2 separate regions of the Mus musculus genome follow, and region 2 is linked to region 1. Evidence: chromatin contacts called from public Hi-C data. All regions are on one chromosome and are shown on one strand. Each heading gives the region's core, a stretch centred on a gene start, on an enhancer-like site or on the middle of the called end of the contact. The rest is flanking DNA. Distances are from core to core; before and after follow the strand shown. Region 1 holds the start of Mab21l3 (mab-21-like 3). Region 2 has its middle 23 kb from the start of Slc22a15.

Region 1 (3,465 bases), core at 658-3,157:
TACTTTTTGAAGATTTTGTTTTAATTTTACATGTATAAGTGTTTTGCCTACATGCATGTCTATGCACCACAAATGTGCCTGGTGCGCCTGGAGACAGAAGAGGAGATTAGATTCCCTAGAACTGGAATTACAGATGGTTGTGAGCCACCATGTAATGCTGAGAATCAAACTTGGGTCCTCTAGAAGAGCAGTTAATACTCTTAACTGCTGAGCCATCTCTCTAGCCCCCAAACAATATTTAAAAACTATCAGTTTTGTAGTTTTAAAACAAACAAACAAACATTGTCTTAAGTTCTTTTTGTTTGGTTGGTTTTGGGTTTTTTTGTAGGTTTTTGTTGTTGTTGTTGTGTTTTGGTTTTGTAGCTGTTTTTGAGGCAAGGATTCATGTAGACCAAAATACTCTCAGTTTCTGATCCCCATGTCTGTCACCGTGCCTGTGCCTGGCTACTCATATCCCAGTAATCCCACTCAGATTCTCATTTTACAGAAAGAAGTCTGAAGTCTGAGGCTCAGATAATTAACTGGCCATATGGACCTCCTCAGGGTGCTGAGGGTAGCCACCCTGAGTTCCTGAGAACGAGGCATCTATGGCCTCCAGAAGCAGGGGATTCCTTCTGATCAATGGCCATGGGATGGAGAGTTAGAGGGTGTGCCCAGGAGAGGCCAGCCCTGGCTCACCTTGCTCAGCAGGCAATGGTCTAAGTCTCCCTCTGGAAGAGACTTCATGGCTTCTTGGTCAACCCCCAGTATAGCAGCAACCTTCTGCTTTCTTTCCCGATGGAGGACAAATCTGGTGGGTAGCTTTCCCAGCAACGTTACTCTCTGGATAAAACTTCTCTGGAATTGTGAACGTGGACCAGAGACTTGACTTCTTCTTGCCTGCTCACTGCAGTTTTCCTTTCCAGCATGGAAGAATTCATCTGCCATCTTTCAGGGAACTGTAGAAAGACTAAAAAGGAGACGTGATGAAAACGAGTTGGAACTTATCCTGTTTTTTTTTTTTTTTTCTTTATCCTGTTGTCCTGGCACCAGGTGCACCTTGGTGCCCAGTACCTTACATCTCCCCGTCCTTACCTTGTTGACAGTAAATATCCCTTGGCCCTCCACTCCTGAAAATTCTGCAATTGATTTACTTCCTTACCATAAACAAATAAGAAATTGCAAACAAGCCGCCTGGTTTTTCATCATGCCCGGCACAAGGCTTGCCAATCAGATGAGGGCCAGGAGTGACATTTAGAAAAGCCTGAGCTCACAGGGACACTTGTGTATAGAGAGGCAAGCTTACATGCTCGCATAGTCACACACAGACACAGGCACACACACACACACCACATGCATTCACAGAGACACTTGTGTATATAGAGGTAAGCTCACACGCTCACACACTAATACAGACACATACATGAACTCACAGAGACACTTGTGTATACAGAGGCAAGCTTGCCCCCCCCCCTCTCTCTCTCTCTCACACACACACACACACACACACACACACACAGAGAGAGAGAGAGAGAGAGAGAGAGAGAGAGAGAGAGAGAGAGATACAAACAGGTAGATACACGCAGAGAAAAGTAGGGCAGAGAGTCCTGCCTCTCACCTGCTGACCTTAGAATGTGATTTCCCACTTGGACGTTGGCATTCAAAATATACTCAGTATAAACAGGCCCCTTAAGAGTCTAGGACACATCTAGTTTTACCAGTAAAACTCATCCTAGAAAACCGACAATAAGTTCCCAGTCTGACTGGTTGGGCCTAGTTTTACTCCAGGAGGGAAAATATCCCAGCAGCCTTATCTCCCTAAAGCTCGTGAGTATCACCGTCTTTGATCCGAAAGACTGACAGACAACAGAGCTGGCAGTCCAGTTCATGTCTGAGCAAGGCTTTCAAACAGGCAGCTCTCCAAGCCAGCCTCCTCAATGCTCAACCGCAGCCAATCCAGCCCTTCCACTCTCTCCCGCGGCCCCAAATTTGCATATCCTCCCAGACAGCTCCAAGGAGAGCCACATCAGACCCCACCCACCTCCCTCCTCCAGGCGCTGGGGCGGCCTTCTCCAGGCTTCATCTGCCAATCCCAGGTCTTATACCAGTCCTGAAAAACTGAGGATCCACAAAGGTCCCCAGAATCCCCCTCCACGCTGACTGCCTTGACTTTCCACCTGCTTTTCCGTGTCCTGGAAATCCCCTTCTCTTTACGGCACATGCTCTGAAATGGTAAGGGAATCTCTGTCCCTTGACTGCTGTTACTATAGTCATCATTCCGAATCTACCACATCAGCTTTTCACTAGTGAAACAAGAAGCTCTACCCCCTAATCTGCCTTTGGGAATTCTCTTTCCATGTTGCTTTCAACTCTGCTGAAGTCTCCCCACCCCCACACTCACTCCCTTCCCCACACACATACTTTTATTTTCACCCTAACTTCTGCTTTTGCTGGAATCACTACTGCATAGTCCCTGTCCTACGGCAGGGTCTTTCCCAATAACAATAAAGTTGCCCCGGGTTTCTGGAATTAAATGCCCACACCTTCACTATTCTTGCTCTAACACCGTCCCGTCTCAGTCACTCAGTACTACAGATTCAAGTGTTGTATCTGGAAACTTCTCTTGCTCCAAGATGGAAAGATACTTGCCAGGTATGGAGAGGGAATTCTGAATAATTGAACTATAGGAGGAACCCAGAGAAGGAAAGGCACTGTGAACTCAGGGCAGCTGCCTGTAGATGTATTCCCAGGAGAGCCACATCTGAAGATTGGTGTGTTGTGTGAACACAGCTTAGAGTAGCATGGCCTGGTTCCTAGTGCACTGGTAAGGTTCCACAGCACAGGGCTATGGCACAGATGAAGGCTCTGGCAGCTCCTATCAGACAGGCTGAGGAAAACAGGCTTTACCGGCAGACACAGATCTCTAGTTAATGGGACAACAGGTCAGCGAATGTCTGTTGGGTAAGGGTGTGCCTGAAGCACTGTGCCAGGCCACCAAGAGGGACCTAGTTAACTCAGGCTTTCCTCCGTCCTCAGGAAATAGAAATCCTCATTTTTTTTATAACATGCCAGTTTGAAAAATGGAAACCAGCTTTAGCCCAATTCAATCTGTAAGGACCAGGCAGGTGAGATGGCTCAGCAGAGATAAGCATCTGCCACCGAGCCGGAGGACCTGGGTTCGATTTCTCCCCACCTCCCAGGACCCATATGGTAGAAGGAAAGAGTGAACTGCCTCGTGTGTGCATCCACACATACATAGAAATAATAGATAGATAAATGTAATAGATTTGGAGGACCAATAACATGTTTAATGTCTGCTTTCCAAAGTATTCACAACATTTTATTTATAGTCTTGTGTGTGCACACAGAGGTCAGAGGACAAGCTTGGATGTCAGTCCTCAAGTACTTTCTTTTTTTTTTTTTTTTTTTTTTTTTAAAGATTTATTTATTTATTATATGTAAGTACACTGTAGCTGTCTTCAGATA
Region 2 (3,465 bases), core at 405-2,904, 110 kb after region 1:
ATCTTGATTGTCTGTCTTGAGGCTTGTTCTCAGACTTGAGGCTGGCTCAGAACTCTCAAAGGCTCTTAGGTTCTCTTCCCGTTGCTTTGATAAAATATCCTGACAAAATCAATTTAAAGAAGAAAGGGTTTATTTTGGCCAACTTTTAAGGTCAAGTCAATCTCTATCAGGCAGTAGAAGCAGCTGGTCCTGTCTTGTCACATCCACAATCAAGAAGCAGAGAGGGATGAATGCGTGCTACCACTCAGTTCCCCCTCACAGTCTCCCTGCCAAGGGAATGGTGGCACACACAGTGGGCAGATATTCTCTGGCTCAATACAATCAAGATAGCCCTCTACAAGTGTGCCCAGAGACCCATCTCTCCGATGATTCTGGATCCTGTCACGTTGACAATTAACACTAACCACTATAGACTAAACGTGCGTCCTTTGGCATTCCACTATGTTCCCTTCCAAAAGCATAGTTTACTTTTGATATTTTAGGGAGGATCTATTTTCAGGTCTTAGATATCTACACAAGTTCTTAAAAACCTCCTGAGGTAGAGAGTGGAATACGTAGGCTGGGAAAGGTGCTTCAATGGAATATCACCATGGCCCAGTTCTACACGTTACAGAGATTAAACATGACACAGCAAAACTGGCTAGTACTCACAGTCCTCCATGTCCTTCCTGGAACTTCTCTTCAGCCCCAACTTGCCCCATCTATCAGCTAGGATGTAAAAAACATCCAGGTGGAGAGAGTAAAACGATGAATAAATAAATGGAGGGAATGTAAGATTTTCAGTAGAACTGAAGCTTTGTCTGATAGTCAGCCTTGACCGACAACTTGGCCAGGTTTTGAATCAGCATGGGTGTCTCAGAGAGGGCATTTCCAGAGAGGTTTAACTGAGGAGAACAGGAACCATCCTGGATGTGGGTAGTACCATCCATCGGGCAAGTCCCCAGTGAATAGAAAGGGAGAACGGACGAACCAAGCTGAGCCCCTGCATTCATCTCTCTCTGCTTCTGGACACACGGTGATCAGTGTCTCATGCTCCTGTCCCTGTGGTGTCTATCACATGATGGACTGCATCCCTAAAGCCAGCTGTCACATAGTCCTGTCTCTATGGCCTCCTTTCCATGATAAACTGCATCCCCTAAGACCTTGACCCCAAACAAACCTTCTTCCCATAACTTGCTTCTGCTAAGGACTTTGTCCCAAGGATAAGAAATTAGCTAACAAGTAAAAATTTTAAAAATACTAAAATACTTGATGTAGACCCGAGCTTCCCAGGTATGTTGCTGTTGACATGTCATGTCTGACACTGATGCTCTTACTAACTGAACGTCTGGGTCCTTTGCTCTACCCAGATAGAAATAGTAGGTAGGCAAAGAGAAGCTCTTCAAGTGCTGCTGGTATTTGGTGGCACATCCCTTGGAATTTTTAAGAGTGGGCAATAACACCCGATGGGTGAGATCAAGAGCAAGCAGGAGTTAGTGTTGTGGCTTCTGCGTAGGCCTCAGGTAGATCAACCCTTAGCTCTGTGATTCTTGTGGAGCCAGGGAGTCAGGCTGCCTTAGCCCTTGGCAGTAGTAAGCGCTGCAGTGTCTAGGCAAGCCCAGGTATCAGGACTCTTTACTTTGGTGTCAGATGTCAAAGCTGCAGCTCCTGGGCCTGCGCTGTCTGTGACCTTTAACTCTAAAAGCGTGGCAGTTCTGGAACACTCCCAGTTACCAGAGGCTGCTGTTTCTCTTTGCTGATTCCACTGTCTCTTTGCCCTCACCATCCTGGTTCTTGCCCTGTCTACTGTTGAGGACTGTTCACCTGCCTCTTTTTTTTTTTTTTTAAATTGGATATTTTATTTGTTTACATTTCAAATGTTATCCCTTCTCCTGGTTTCCCTTCTGCAAACCCTCTATCCTGTCCCCTCTTAATCCTTCTTCTATGAGTGTGTTCCCCCCACCTACCCACCCACTCCTGCCTCACCTCTCTCTATACTAGGGCATCAAGCCTTCACAGGACCAAGGGCCTCCCCTCCCATTGTTGCCAATTAAGGCCCCTTCAACTCCTTCAGTCCTTCCCCTAACTCCTCCATTGGGTACCCTCTGCTCAGTCTGATGGTTTGCTGTGAGCATCCACATCTGTACTAGTCAGGATCTGGCAGAGCCTCTCAGGAGAAAGCTATACCAGGCTCCTGTCAGCAAGCACTTCTTGGCATCAGCAGTAGTGTCTGGGATTGGTGACTGTATATGGGATGGATCCACAGGTAGGGCAGTCTCTGGATGGCCTTTCCTTCAATCTCTGTTTCACTCTTTGTCCCCGTATTTCCTTTAGACAGAAGCAATTCTGGGTTAAAATTTTGGAGATGGGTGGGTGGTTCCATCCCTCAACTGAGGGGTTCATGCCTAACCTCTGGATATGGTCTCGACAGAGTCTCCCTCCCCTTTGTGTGTGTGTGTATGGGGGGGGGGTATTTCAGCTAATATCGTCCCCATGAGGTCCTGGGAGGTTCTTGCTTTCCTGGCATCTGGGACTTTCTGGTTGCTACCCCCAGTTCCCCTCCCCATTGCTACATACCTCTGTTCAATTTCCTCCATTTCCTCCCATACCTGATTATGCCTCTCTTTTTTCCCCTTCTCCAATCATCTGGCCACCTCTGCCATTTCTACCCCTCAACATGAATCTGCTGAGCTGTGCCTGCCGCTCTTTCACCTCTGCTGCTGTTCCACTGTCTCTGCTTCTTCTTTCTTCATGTTCTCACCTCAGCCCACACTCCTGAAAACAGTCATAAAAGGTCAGTTTTTTTTTTTTTTTTTTTTTTTTTTTTTTTTTTTTTTTTTTTTTTTTTTTTTTTTTTTTTTTTTGTGGCTTAATGTTGCCACACCAGGGGAGGCAGCACAGGAGAGGTGACGCAACTGGCTAAGTGATCCAAACAGCTTGTTTATGCAATCAGAGGAGTGAGAGTTGTTAGTCACAGCAAACCTTCAGTAAGATTGAAGGTTGGTTCATGGCCCTGTTCCATTAGCACTAGCTCTGCCAGGTCATGGAGGGAAGCGCTCTACCTCTGGCACAGAGAGAAAAGGACGCAGGGTCATCTAGAGTTCAAGGCTTGTGACATCAAACTGTCTGAAAGAGTCCTGGCTGTGATGGTGCCTTCAGAAGGTGGCCCAATCAGCTGGGAACCTTGTGTAGTTTCCTCAAGGCAGTTGTGGCGTGCACAGAACCGCTGGTGCTGGCAGGAGAAGCTTCTGGCCCGTTGTTTGGCTGACAAGCCTTATGTTTAAGACAGGGAGGCCAGAAGGGAAGAGCCCAGCAGTTGTGGAGTCAACTTGCTGCATCTCCCAACACCTTTGCTTATTTACAAAAGAATGAACATCAAAAATGTTTTCAGTAAGAACTTAAGGAAATCATCACCCACACTAATGGTACGTTTAGCAGATGTTAACAATGCTGTGACTATGCCCCCAGAGAAACGTAGTGCCCCTC

The links. A called contact is a pair of places that touch in the nucleus more often than the background predicts.
Region 2: a Hi-C map of liver shows a contact between it and region 1, with 1.8 times the contacts expected there. The contact joins the enhancer-like site here to the promoter of Mab21l3 in region 1. A contact is called at or near these places in 4 of 39 promoter capture datasets (embryonic stem cells, liver, pre-B cells and 1 more), 2 of 484 Hi-C or Micro-C datasets (epidermal suprabasal cells and liver), 1 of 115 datasets of contacts at active chromatin or transcription factors (embryonic stem cells) and 1 of 9 other capture datasets (pancreatic islet).

Annotation. Positions count from the first base shown.
Region 1 is chr3:101,834,316-101,837,780 of GRCm38.p6, forward strand. Mab21l3 (mab-21-like 3) reads right to left here and starts at 1,908. Exons shown (of 7, transcript NM_172295.4): 1 at 1,606-1,908; 2 at 679-949. The coding sequence starts at 927. Gm33381 (a long non-coding RNA gene) reads left to right here. Exons shown (of 3, transcript XR_003954538.1): 3 at 488-1,104.
Region 2 is chr3:101,945,792-101,949,256 of GRCm38.p6, forward strand. No RefSeq gene overlaps it. Among named protein-coding and RNA genes, the nearest start is that of Slc22a15, 23 kb to the left of the region's middle. Within about 2 kb of position 1,655, at least 64 of the 459 cell types and tissues checked have an H3K27ac peak or open chromatin away from gene starts, as enhancers often do. A contact at or near this core is called in liver, where this site is marked.